Regions from separate parts of the Sus scrofa genome. Here all the other regions are linked to region 2. Evidence: chromatin contacts called from public HiChIP or PLAC-seq data. All regions are on one chromosome and are shown on one strand. Each heading gives the region's core, a stretch centred on a gene start, on an enhancer-like site or on the middle of the called end of the contact. The rest is flanking DNA. Distances are from core to core; before and after follow the strand shown. Region 1 overlaps LPP (lipoma-preferred partner). Region 2 overlaps LPP (lipoma-preferred partner). Region 3 has its middle 160 kb from the start of LPP.

Region 1 (4,535 bases), core at 1,364-3,863, 140 kb before region 2:
ACCATCTCCAATGCCATATATCTCCCATTCCTTTCTACCAAGCCACCCCTTTATTTTCATCTTGACCCAGCTAAAATGTCTCTGATGTTGTGAACAATCCCCTGCCTCTCTCCAAAAAGAGTAGGTTAATTTTCAGGCTCTTCTATGACTTGTTTCATACTGATAAAACTCTGCACATAAGCTATTTAATCACCTGCCTATCTGCCCCAATAGGCTGGAAATTTCTAAGTGGTCTCACTATACCAGCACTATGCCTGGCTAGGAAGCCCTTAGAAAAACATGTTACACATGAATGGGTGAATGAATAAATGCTGATCTCCTTGGTTACTACTGATCCCTTTCTAGAATCTCTGTATCACCCTTCTAAGCATCCATTGAGGCAATTGCCTTTTTTTCCTCCCTTATTTTAGAGATATAATGAATCCTGTTGATAGATTTCCAGATATTGAACCATCTTAGCAATCCTAGAAAAAAATCCTGCTCAATCATAGTTGTAAAGTTTTGGTACACTGATGAATTAAATATGGTACTTTATAGAGAATTTTTGTACGTATAATCATAAGTAAGACCTTTCTACAGTATTTTTTCTCTACTTGTTTTACTTATCATTATAGGTTTTGATATGGGGGTTTTGTATCCTTTTCTACTGTTTGGATTTATTTATTGATGAGATTGAAACTATCCAATCTTTAAATGCTTTATCAGAATTCAGTGACACTTTCTTTAATAATAGAGATTAATCATATTTCTAATAACTTCTACAAAAATCATAGGAGTTTTACACTTCTTTTGAGGTCATTTTTCAGCATTTATATTCTGCTGGAAATTCATCCATTTCCTCTAGGTTTTTACCTCTGCTCCCTTCCATTCAATTAAAAATGATGTCTTATCAACTATGTACCACTGAGATCCTGAGCATCACTTCCTACTTGTCCTGAAAGACATAATCACATTCTCTATCCTCCAGTTCAAGTTATGTGCCCATTCACTACACTTCCACAGTACCTGGAATACCGCCGACATCATGCTCATCACATGTCACTCTGCCTCTCTGCTTGCCTGTATCAGAAACTAAACTCTTGAATCCTTGAGCATAGAGTAATTATCGTTCTCTAACATCAGGGCCTAATACATGATAGGCACTCAATAAAAATGTCTGTTAATTTAATGCATGAATAGATTTATTTGCCTAGCAGTGGAGCTGCATAAAAAGCAAAGTCTCATCCTATACTCAGATGAATCAGATTATCATCCTGTATTCAAGGAATTCTAAGCCTACCTGAAGAAGATATATTTTTCTATGTGAAAAGAGACAGAGAACAACACAAAGTGTACACACACACACACACACACACACACACACACACACACACAAAACAACGAACTGGGATATGTCACAGGATCTAGCACAGAGGTAACCATTAACAAGGAATTTGAAAGCTAGGTAGCTCTGAAAGATAAATGGAACAAGCAACAAAAATAATGCCTGGAAATTCTGGAACAGAAGGAAAAAGGAAGTCATTTCAGTGGGACAGGGTATAGACAAGTTTTATTGAAATGAGGGACTCAGAGAGAATATTTGGGGAAAATATTTGGAAGATTAAATGAGTTGTGCTTTTTAAAGATGTCATATAAAGAAAACAAAAGAAGCTTATAAAGGGCGGAGAGGAGTTCCCATCATGGCTCAGTGGTAACGAATCCGACTAATATTCATGAGGACTCGGGTTTGATCCCTGGCCTCACTCAGTGAGTTAAGGATCCAGCATTGCTGTGAGCTGCGGTGTAAGTCACAGGTGCCGCTCAGACGCTGCGTTGCTGTGGCTGTGGCATAAGCTGGCAGCTGTAGCTCCAATTTGACCCCTAGTCTGGGAACTTCCATATGCTGTGGGTGTGGTCCCAAAAAGCAAAAAGAAGAAGAAGAAGAAGAAGCAGCAGCAGCAGCAGCAGCAGCTAGAACTATTCTCTATAAACAGGAATAGGAGTTCCCATCATGGCGCAGTGGAAAAACAAATCCAACTAGGAACCATGAGATTACAGGTTCAATCCCTGGCCTTGCTCAGTGGGTTAAGGATCTGGCGTTGCTGTGAACTGTGGTGTAGGTTGGAGATGAGGCTCAAAGCTGGCATTGCTGTGGCTGTGGCATAGGCCGGCAGCAATAGCTCCTATTAGACCCCTAGCCTGGGAACCTCCATATGCCGTGAGGCCCTAAAAAAAAAAAAAAAGAAAGAAATCTAACAGGAATAAAAACTATGTAAGAAAAACTAATCCCTGCAGGATGGATCCAAAGAAGGTGTTAAATACAATAGTATAGACATAGTCCTTTTGACCTTTAACCAGAGAGGATACTCATTTGCAGAATGAATGTCTGTAAAGTCCCATTCAGCTCTAATATTCTATAGTGCATTCCTTCTCTGAAATCTTAAATAAACCCCTTCATTTTGATAAGTGGGTTTGCGGAAACCTCACAAGTTTAGTGAATGAGCAAACTACAACATTTCCATGGGGTTTCTCAGTTTCTCAGAAAGAGACCCACTGTAAACACAAAGATAAGCACTGGGGAGAGTTGGTTTTGCTGGACCAAAACTTACTCTGCTCTTACTTCCTCTGGTCCTAGACTGGTTTCACTCTAAGCTTATAATCATCATGAAAATAAGAAGTGAAAGGAAAAATCTTCACAGAGGCTCTGAAAATATACAAACACCATCAGAAGAGTGGAAAACAAGAGAAGTGACCCTTATCTAAGCAAGATGCCTAAAGCTGAAGGGAGTTAGAGGACTGGGGCTCCCTAAGCACTAGTCTTTCAGGAACTGTCCTCAAATGCAAAGCAAAGAACCTAAGAGGTTTCACCTCTTGCTGCTCTGTTGCTCTTCTGTCTTCTCCTCCTAACTGTTCAGTGAGTACAAGAAAGCTACAGAGTGACAAAAAATAGCAAGCATTTATTGAGGACTTATTATATGTGATGAAATTTTCTACTGGCCACATAATCATCCTATTTATTATATGAGGTAAGATTATCATTCTCCACATTTAGCAGATCAAGAATATAAGGCTGTAAGAGTTAAAGAAACTTGCTCAAAGAGACACTGCTAACAAATAGCAAAGCTGAGGCTTGGACACAAGTTTTGGACCCCCAAGTCCATGGTCTCCACCATGGTACAGCCTCTCTATAGGAAAAAGGAAAAGACCAAAATCCAAAGGAAGTCATCACATAGAAACAGGAGGTTTTGCTTTTATATCCATTCGTAGCTCTTGGGTGCTACTTGCCGCAATGTCTTCTCTGCTTTGTTCCATCAAATCTATCATGAGCCACACAAACTGATAAAGCCAAAAGTCTGACCAAACTGATCAAACATAACCAAACACAAACAACTGCAAAAGGCCATATGACAACCAAGACCCTTCCTCACCAGAGGGAATACATAAGACTACAGGTAAAGTGACATTTAATACTAAAAAAAGTTACCAAGCCTTGCTAAAGATGGCATGTAAATGACAAGTCACTGTCATCCACAAAAATAGAATGAACTAGTGTTTGCTCAAGTTTTGCTTCTTTTCTAAAATCCACAGTGTACTCTTCTTTAAATATTTACTTAGATTACCAAAATTTAAAAACAACCAACCACCCATTGCATGGTATTATCTAACACCAAGTACTATAAGCTTAAGGAAGTGGTTTTCAAACTGTCTGCACACTAGATTCACCTGGGAATCTTTATGTATGTATTCTGATTCAAGTGTTGCTAATGATTGACTCAGAGTGTTTATATTAATCTTTAAATCATGTTGCATTAGTCCCTAAATCTCCCTTGGCAATTAACCCAAGACCTGGCTCTTGGTCAATGTTTGCTGAATAAATGAATGATACTGAGGGACATGGCAGGTATTAACATCACCATTTTATTGATGGAAGATTTGAGAAGCTGAGATACTTTGCGACTTAAACATCAGATGTAGTTGATAGCCAACTAAACTTTAGGATTGTCCACTTAAACAACTGAGATTTAAATAACATTCTCCTATATTTTAGAGATGTTTCACTATCTTCTCTCTTTATATAAAAATCAGTGCCTTCCTAAAATTTCAAAACTGCTTCCTTAAGGGGGTATTAAAATGCTACACTGAGCTTCCCCTTATAGGTTACAGCTAATTATCCTTTTCTCCAACTTGGAACTCAGCTCAAAGATACCTGATCTTCTAAATTCAGACCTAGCTCCCAGTCTTAGCTATACCATGAGCTCACAGTACAACCTTTGCTCTCTCTGGGATCACAGTGTCCTCCTCTGAAAAAGATGTCATTAGGTTACTAGATAAACGCTAACAACAACTCTACTCAAAACTCATGAGTCTATGGAAGCTCCTGATTATATATATATAGCTAGAAACAAGTAAAAGTCAGCCAAATCATCTATAATTCTCCTCTTAGATCACCAGTGAGGAAGTACAGTCCTCTTTTTTTCCCCCTTCTTTTTTTGTCACTCATTGCCCTGACTCTTCAATCCTCCCTCTTGTGGGAGGGAACCTTAGATTGATCTCAG
Region 2 (4,379 bases), core at 972-3,471:
AAATAAAATGGAAAATTTGGAATAATATTTCAACAATTATAGTCAAGAAACGGAAATCTTTCTGTTTCCCTAACATATGAATTCATGGACAAAGGACAAATGTAAGGGTAACATTATACATATATATGTATAATGTTTTTTAGGGCTGCACCTGTGGCATATGGAGGTTCCCAGGCTAGGGGTCAAATCAGAGCCATAGCTGCTGGCCTATGCCACAGCCACAGCAATGCAGGATCCGAGTCATGTCTGCGACCTATACCACAGCTCATGGCAACGCCGGATCCTTAACCCACTGAGTGAGGTCAGGGATAGAGCCCAAATCCTCCTGGATCTTAGTTGGATTCGTTGGGTTCGTTAACCACTGAGCCACAAATGGAACTCTGCGTAACATGACATATTTGCCATTACTTGATTTTTTAAAAGCTGGGCACAACCAAAAGCAGAGTTATTTCGACCCACAAGAAACGTCGGGGTTTGGAGAAGAATACACACTTTCTTATTTGATTATTAAGTTCACTCTGCAATCTCCACTGTACGGGAGGCATTCTCACACAAGCTGCCTCCTAAGAGGAGGTGAAAGTCCTTGTGGCCTAAGACCTCATTCTCACAGCCCACACTTTTTTTTTTGTCATCTCAAGAGTGACAGGCAACAAGAGGGCAAGGATCATCCCAAAAGGACACATTAACTAATTATGGATTGCAAAGACAGATCATAAGAAGTGAAGGAAGAGAAACAGAAACCATTTCACAACTCTTTGCCCTCAAATTTCTCAGTCTTCCCAGACCCTGCGTTCTGCAATACCAACACCCATGTCCTTTGAGATGTGCTCTCCCATTAAACGGCCCCAACTTGCAGTTTTCTATCAGTATCCAACAAGGTGGGAAAGGGCTGCCAGTTTCTTGTGAATCCTGAAGATTTCCTTTATGAGTCATGGGAAACTGAAATAACTCGGGGGGCGGGGACGACTTTAGAAAGAAATACAGTTTTAAATCAGTTCCCACTAATTTGTTCTGCTGTGTGGTACAAGTCCTGAACACAGGAAGAATTAAGTTTCTAGAGTTGACGCAAAAATGGGAGTTTTTGTTAGGTTCTGTCAATTGTCACTGTGGCATTTCTTATTAGGATTTTTCTTACTGTCATTTTTTTTGTTAAATTAATTATAGTTTGATCAGTGTCAGAGCTATTTTGAATCCATGGGACTTTCCTCACCAGATTGTTTTGGCATTTTAAAGTCACTCACATTCAAGGCCTAAACAATATGGCAAGTATCTCTTTTTCTCTCTCCTTTGTACACAAATTCTAAACAAAGGAACCATCTGTTCTCACTCTAAAAACATCAGCCCTTGTTTTCATTTTTCCATTAATAATAATGCCTCGAACTTATAGCATGTCTTTTTCCAACTTGCTTATTAAAGCATTTTGGAGATATTTCCTCATTCATCTTCAGTATCACCCCTGGTAAACCAGGAAGCAAGGGGAAATGTTTCCCAATTTTTAGTTAGATCAGCGGGCTATCGGATGATTAATGAATTTTGTGTAAATGACTACAATTAAGCCTTAAAAAAGAAGCATGGCCATCACCTAGCCCAGCACTGGCTCTTCCATATATAAAAAGAAGACCCAGAAAGGAGAAGTCACTTCGTAATCTACCCCCAACTGTTAAGCAGCCAAGGTAAGAGAACCGTGTCTTACACATTTTTGTGTCTCGGGTACCTGACATGTAAAGAGTGCTCATTTACATATTTGTTGAATAAATGAAAATTTTGAGGGTAGTTCTGCAGGTGGTTGTACAGAACTGGGGTCAGAGCTCTGCTCACCACCCCCCATTACCTAGTGTGTTATTTTTAATAATACCAAATAGATGTAAATACAAAAAGAATTAAATAGAGACACCACCAAAAGGGGTTGGGGAAGGGGGCAGGGATGTAAGATAGGGGCCTGTGTCTAGACATGAGAAATGTGTTGAACAAATCCAGCAGGCATCACCAAGTTTGAGCATGCAATGGTCATGCTCAAATGCCAACTTATATTAAGGCTGGCTCTCTAAACTCTCTGCATTCCTTCTGTGCCCCATATACTTAGGGATTGATGGAACTATCCCTTAACCAGGACCAGACTGGAAGAAATGATGTGTCTTAATGCCAAAGGACTGAATGTCTCTGTAACACCCCTGAGCCCAAAAAGACAGCACCCTCCACCCTGAGATTTCCTGCATCACTCACTATAACCCAAGAGCACTCAGCCTCAGATCACAAAATTTACCACGCCAGAGTTTTCCAGTGAGCAGAGAGGTCACTGAAATAAAACCTTTTTTCCATGTGCCTTACTAGAAATCAGCAACTCATTTGGCACATTTTCCCTTATTTTCAGAACACCCTATTCCCCACTGCTCCTCCTTGAAGCTAAAGGGAAAATAAATTGTTTCCAGAAAAGCAAGTTAACTGTGGGATTCTGTCATCCGAATTGCATACTAGGAGTTCTAACAAAGTCAGCAGCTCCCTAAAGAGTCTTCAAAAATAGATTGTCTGTGTAGACGAGAAAGCTAGAGGTCCGAGGAGAAAAGGAAAAATCCTTTTTTTAAGTAAAAGAAAAGAAATCATAGAACGAGAGAGAATTCAAGTATGTTTCAACGTAGTCTCACATAAGGTGAATTCATCTCAGATGTGAACAAGAAACAAATGAGGGACAAAACACAAATAAATGCAAATGAACCTTCCAACAATTTGGATGATTTTTTTTTCTCGAAGGGGTAGGTGGGTGGGCATGGTGCAGTGGGGGAGAGAGGAGAGAAAGATTTGGGAATAAGGATGGAGCCACTTCAGCTCCCAACACGCTGTGTCTGACTTGGACACAAAAGCCGCAGGCAGTGTCTGGGATTGTTCAGCACACAGTAGGAAGCATTTAGATCAAGCCAAGAAGTCTCAGCAGGAGAAAAAAAGACACTTCAGGAGAAAAAGTACTTCAGGGCAGACAGTTGTACATACACAGGGCAGTCTCAGCAGGCTGACTGCATCTTATATCAATAGCCTTTCCTGGCTCATCACACTGGGTTCCTAGAGGCCTTCAGGGTGAAAGCTGTCCCCAAGACCATTCATTAATCCTGCAGCCATTACCCATTGACCCTCTCTCAATACTTTCCCAACAAGTTTGCCCTTTTCATACATACCTCTTCCTGCTCTCAAGGCTACCTCCAAAAATATCACCTTGGACTTTGCATACAGCCCCCATAAACCAGCACCCTAACGTTTAATGTTTAAAAGCGAAAGGTTCCTACATTAAAAAACATGTATAAGAGCCACAAACTGGCCTTCATCTCCAATTCTAACTTTTCGAGAGGATCACTTGGAAGCTGGCTATTGGGGAGGTCAGTTGAGTGTTCATCTGATGTCTGATTAGGTCTCTGTCATGTTTGCAAGAACAGAAGCCCTGCGCTTGGAACTCTCTCAGCCCTTGACAAGCTTCTCCTGCCAAAACCACATTTGAGAAAAGAACCCAAGAATGTCCAGATGCTTCCTCTCCCATGAGCAGCCCTACTGGCCAACCAGTAAATACGTTTTGATACCGATAACTAGTACTTTTCAAATAAAAGTTCCTATCAAAGGATGTTGCTGGTTTGATATTCTAACTACTCATTTCAAGTTGGGTGATTGGGAGCAAGGCTCTCAATGACTCAACCACTCTGGACATTAGCTTCCTTTTCTACAAAATAAAGCAGTCCAACACAATTTAATAAGCTTTAGACCTTCTCCTGGCTCAGAAATCCTTTGCCTAACTATTGAGTTCCTACTAGTAAATGATCTGCTCTTTCCCTGTTAGTTTGTTCATCTTCATCCTCTCCCTCTCTCATTCTCTCTTGTGCACACGTCTGAGCATTCTCTCTCTCAAATACACACACCCACACACAATCACCCCAATGACCCTCTTATTCAGTCCACAACCTTGTTATTCAGGAAGCTGTAAGCAATCCCTACCCACATTCCCTATCACTGCTTCTCTGCTTAAAATTTGACAACAAAAAAATTTTTTTAGGCAAAAGAGGTAGGAAAGGAGTAGATTGGGATTTGGACAGGAGCAAATGCAAACTATTATACATAGAATGGACAAACAGCAAAGTCCTAATAGCACAGTGGACTATATTCAATATCCTGTGATAAACCATAATGGAAAAGAATATTTAAAAAGAGAAAAAATATATATACATACATAGCCAGACACCAGAAACTAACACAACATTGTAAATCAACTATACTTCAATAAAAATTTTAAAGGATTTTTTAATTAGTTTATAAGAGAAAAACCGGGACCCATGGCTCCCATTTACACATAGACCTCACCTTTAGATGAGATCCTCTGTGCGCTCCAGCAGTCTCTTCTTCCC
Region 3 (4,588 bases), core at 1,458-3,957, 250 kb after region 2:
AAAGCCGGCAAATGGCACGTTCAGAGAAGGGAAACGCTTTGGAAGTGGAGCACATACCAGGCTGAGGGGACTTTGCCTGGGTCGGGCTCATTATTGAAATCCAGGAACATGCATAAAATAGATATTCGACCTACGACACTGGCATCCTGGGGTTGGAAGGAATCCAGGAGTCGAGTCCAGCCCTCTCGTTCTGTAGATGAGAAAAATCTGTGCTGGGGGCTGAGCGGCTGGCCCCAGGTCACGGAGTGCATGAGAGGAACAAGGAGGCCAAAGGTTGGAGGCAGCAGCATCTGTGGAGCCCTCTCTGAGTTGGAGACCATTCAATATTTTGTGTGCATGATTGAATTTGCACAACAGACCGCTGAGGGAGTTTTCATTATTTCCGTGTTTCATATGGTGACACTGAGGCTTCAGTGAACCAAAATGTGTCTCAAGTCAAAAAGCTAATAAGTCCTAGAACCATCGTCAGGATTTGAACCTAGGTGTGTATGTCTTATTCCCAAACTCATGGTTTTTGTCATTATACTTCATTCCTGCCTCCTGGGCCAGTATTCTTTTCTTTCAAATTCGAGCACGCATGCACGCATGTGCGTGCACACACACACACATCTATATCTATGCAAATAATGTTTCTATTCCCACAGGTGTAAAATGCATGAACATTATATATCTCAAAACATGAAACTTTTGACTTCAGACATAAAATTAAACTACAGCACTGCTGAATTTAGTTATGGAAGTGTTGTTTAGATCATTAATAATCGCTTGTACTATATCTGGCACACAGTATGTACTCAATAAATATTTGGATTTAAACTGTTCCTTTTTATTTGAAAAGGTGCTTTTCCTTAGAAACAGAACGTAGTGTCTATCAACACCATTACTCTTTTAAATCCTGAACGTTTGCATTGAACCTGTGTGTACGGGCCACATTCACACGTATTAGATCATTGCGTCTTAGTGATCCCTATGGAGAGAATGTAGTCAGGGCCATTAGTGCCATTTTATAGGTGAGAAAACTGAGGCTCAGGGAGATCAAATTATTTTCTCAGAGAAAGCTTTGAGGTGAACTTGGGTCTGCTCACGCCAGCACGCTGGCAGAAGCTGTTTAGGGAGGGGTAGCTGATGATGGGGTCAGAGGAGGGGAGCCACCAGCCTATGGGTTCATCTGTCTTACCTCCTGAAAGATGCTACGGTCTGATGGGTAGAGCTCTAGATTTTCAGGCAGACAACCCAGCACTGTGGGTGTGTGAGTGTGGGGTTGGTGCCGGAAGGTGCGGGGATCACAGAGAATGACCTGGGGGAGGTGAGACTGTGTGGGTGGCTTCCTTTGCACAGATGTGTCACCCTTGGTGCCTGCCTGAGGCTGGTGGCCATACCCATGTGAGTGCCTGCAGACAAGCCCCACACGGGTGGACAATACTTATGACTTGCTGGGGAAGTGACCAGAGTCCCAGCCTGTGTGGTATAGGTCCTGGGTTTCTGAGTCCCTCTGTAGAGCATTGGCTTTGAGCAGTTCTGTGACTTCAATCAGAGCTTCTGAGACGACAGCCACTTTGCAGTGTGGGTGGACCCACAGTCCTACTCCTTCCTTGGGAAAAATAACTCAGCAATATCTCTTGCTGCTGAGTGGGCCAGGTGTGTGAGCTGAGTGGAAGCATGATGCAGTATAAAATCTGAGGTTGACAGAGTTGTAAGTTACCTGGATCAGATACCTAGTTTATGGATGGAAACACAGAGGATCAGAGGACGAAACTGACTATTACTTCATGCCTGTTTTTAACATTTCATTTATTCAAAAACTATTTAAGTAGGTATTCTCTGGGAGGGTTTGCCTCCATGTATCCCCAGTCCAGTGAAGACAGATACACATAAACAAGAATTCACCACGCCAACAGGTGCTTAGTGAGAGTGACCATGTTTTGAGAGAGGGCTCAGAGAAGGAGCTGCCAACTCCTTTCTGGGAATCTGAAAGGGCCACCCAGCAGAGATGAAAACTGAGTGAATCTAGAAAGATAAATAATTTTGTGAAAGGCAGAAAAGTGCTCACCTGATAGAAAGAACAACGTGTTCACAGATCTAGAGGTGGAAAGAGTGCATGTGACGCCAGGACTCAGGACTGGCTCCAATCTAGGGAGTGTCTCTGTGCATCAGAGTTTGCAGGATGGGGTCAGCAGGCGAAACCAGAAAATGGGCGTGTCCTGGATCATGAAGGGCTTCATTCAACAGACTAAGGAGTCTGAACTGTGTCTTTTTGGCTGCTCCAGCCACATGCAGAAGTTCCCTGGTCAGGGATCAAACCTGTGCCACAGCATTGACCCAAGCCATGGGAGGGATGATGTTGGGTCCTTAAGCTTCTATGCCACCATGCAACTCCTGAATTGTGTCTTATAGGGATTGGGAACACATTAAGGGATATTAAGCAGGGAGATAACGACACTAGGAATGAGTTTGGACATAGCATTCTGTAGACAGTCTGGGAAAGACTGAAGAGAGATAGGAGGCATGGAGGCTAGTTTGAAGATGCTGGAGCATCATAGTAAATTATGACAAAAGCCCAGCCAGAGTCAGCTGTGGTGGGGAAGGCAAGGAGGAATTGGAGTGAGAAATTCAGGAACTGGAACTGACGTGGAGAGTGGAGTGATAGGGGCCCAGTCTGGGTGATAGGGTCGATGGTAACCAACCAACCAGGAGAAGGGATGACAGAAGTGGATGGGAGGGCACTTAGTGTTCAGTGTTAAATTTGTTGCATGTGCAGGGCTTGGAGATATCAAAAGGGTGGCATAGGTGGAGAAAACAGTCTGCAGGCGAGGAGAGAGGCCAAGTTTGGCAATCAGGAGGCTGTCAGGATCAGAACCCATACACATGGATTTTGGAGATATGGGACACTTTTTAAGAATCAGTTCATCCAAAGTGGTGTTCAGATGTGTCTCAGACCTTGAGCTGAAAGCCTCCAGGGGGCAGACAGACCCCCAGCATCTGCCCTGGGAGGCTCCCCTGGGCTGGCAGGGAGTTATCTCACTGTGAGATTAAGTGAGGGGGGTCAAGGGAGAGAGCTCAGGCCCCTGCCTGTCTGTACCACGTCAGAGCCAGGAACTCACCAGGGCCAAGCCCCTTTATCTTGGAGACATCCTTCATCAGATATGGTTCACTCATTTCCGCTCCAGCCCCCATGCCTTCCCACCACCACCACCTCCTCACTTTAGTCACTGGAGCTGAGTCATCCTATGAGCCTATTCCTGTCACCTTCCCCTCCATCAGGATGGAAAGGGTTTGGGTAGGAGCCACAGGGCATGGGTATTGCCATCTGCTGGTCAGATTGGAACAAGAGAATGGGTCTCAGCCTCTGTTCCAATTCCTTTACCACTGTTTGCTTCCTAGGAGGTTGAGGGAGAAGTAAAGCTGGCCAGACTCTGACTCCCAGAAAGGAAAGGAAAAAAAGGAACTAATGTGGGTGGGGAACCCCTGCGGCACCAGGCAAATGCCAAAAGCCTTGGCATCCATTTCCCGTAACAATGGCCTTAGGATGGCCTCAAAATAACACCTTAGCAGTGGTATTATCCTCAGATGGGGAACATGAGGATCAGGAGGTTAAGCCATTTTCCCAAGATCACAAAGCAGGTATATCTGAATGATTTCAAAGCTCACACTACTTCCACTACATTTTCGCATCTATTGCTCCATCATCCCTGGGGGAGTATGGCATAAAAGTCAACTCCTGGCTGAATACTTACCATGTGTGAAGCACAGCACCAGAGTGGTTAATAGAGGCATCTTGCTCTTGAGAAACTTTATGTCCTGTTGGAAATGCTTGATCCTTTGATTTAATCACTCCGTTTTTCTGAGCATCACCTATGAGCAGACCCTGTATGGGGGCTGTGGAGATGGGTGATGAGAATAGCATGGATTGGTAGATGTTGGGGCATTGTTGAATGGTTGAGACAAGTTTTAAAGCCCCACTAATGACAGAGAATTATTGAAGATTTGAGTATTTATGTTTTTATGCTGACTCATCAATCCTCCTGTATTCACTCCTTTTATTCCTTCCTTGATATCAGGTGCTAGGCTAGAGGGTTTGGGGTACAACAGAGAGTAAAAAGTAGGGACAGCCTCTACCACCAAAGAGATTAGTGACCCATATCAGATGGTCACAATTCAGTGGATGTTTGCAAACTTGGAGAGTGTTCAAAAGGGAAGGAAGGTAGTGTGAGAGACCATGGAAGAGGGGGACATGTTTTGGGGGTGGTGGTGGTAAGGAAGGGCTGCTTTGAAGAAATAGCACTTAAACTATTAAGTGCTGAAAAAAATGTATGGAGTAATTTGTGTGTGTGTGTGTGTGTGTGTGTGTGTGTGTGTGTGTGTGTGTGTGTGTTGGAGGGAAGGTGGTGGAGACAGGGCACGGGGTAGAGAATATTGTCCCAGAAGGATGGCATTGACAAAGAGGAGACAGATGATATAGCAAGCGTTCTAGCAAAATAACAACACAGGCTGGCCTGGAAGACATTGGCACCCGAATTCACTTCTTGAGGCCATGCCCTTATGCTCCTCCTGGGAAACAGCAGCCGTGCCTGGTCTTGGATTTCACAGT

Evidence for each region. HiChIP or PLAC-seq counts read pairs in DNA pulled down with a chosen protein or histone mark.
Region 1: an H3K27ac HiChIP or PLAC-seq map of alveolar macrophages shows a contact between it and region 2. The contact joins two enhancer-like sites. A contact is called at or near these places in 1 of 47 Hi-C or Micro-C datasets (epiblast stem cells) and 1 of 2 datasets of contacts at active chromatin or transcription factors (alveolar macrophages).
Region 3: a contact with region 2 is called in an H3K27ac HiChIP or PLAC-seq map of alveolar macrophages. The contact joins two enhancer-like sites. A contact is called at or near these places in 2 of 2 datasets of contacts at active chromatin or transcription factors (alveolar macrophages and skeletal muscle).

Annotation. Positions count from the first base shown.
Region 1 is chr13:126,005,904-126,010,438 of Sscrofa11.1, reverse strand. The region is part of intron 2 of LPP (lipoma-preferred partner); the gene reads right to left. Among named protein-coding and RNA genes, the nearest start is that of LPP, 230 kb to the right of the region's middle. Within about 2 kb of position 2,613, at least 3 of the 83 cell types and tissues checked have an H3K27ac peak or open chromatin away from gene starts, as enhancers often do. A contact at or near this core is called in alveolar macrophages, where this site is marked.
Region 2 is chr13:125,869,048-125,873,426 of Sscrofa11.1, reverse strand. The region is part of intron 2 of LPP (lipoma-preferred partner); the gene reads right to left. Among named protein-coding and RNA genes, the nearest start is that of LPP, 89 kb to the right of the region's middle. Within about 2 kb of position 2,221, at least 6 of the 83 cell types and tissues checked have an H3K27ac peak or open chromatin away from gene starts, as enhancers often do. A contact at or near this core is called in alveolar macrophages, where this site is marked.
Region 3 is chr13:125,617,685-125,622,272 of Sscrofa11.1, reverse strand. No RefSeq gene overlaps it. Among named protein-coding and RNA genes, the nearest start is that of LPP, 160 kb to the left of the region's middle. Within about 2 kb of position 2,707, at least 17 of the 83 cell types and tissues checked have an H3K27ac peak or open chromatin away from gene starts, as enhancers often do. A contact at or near this core is called in alveolar macrophages, where this site is marked.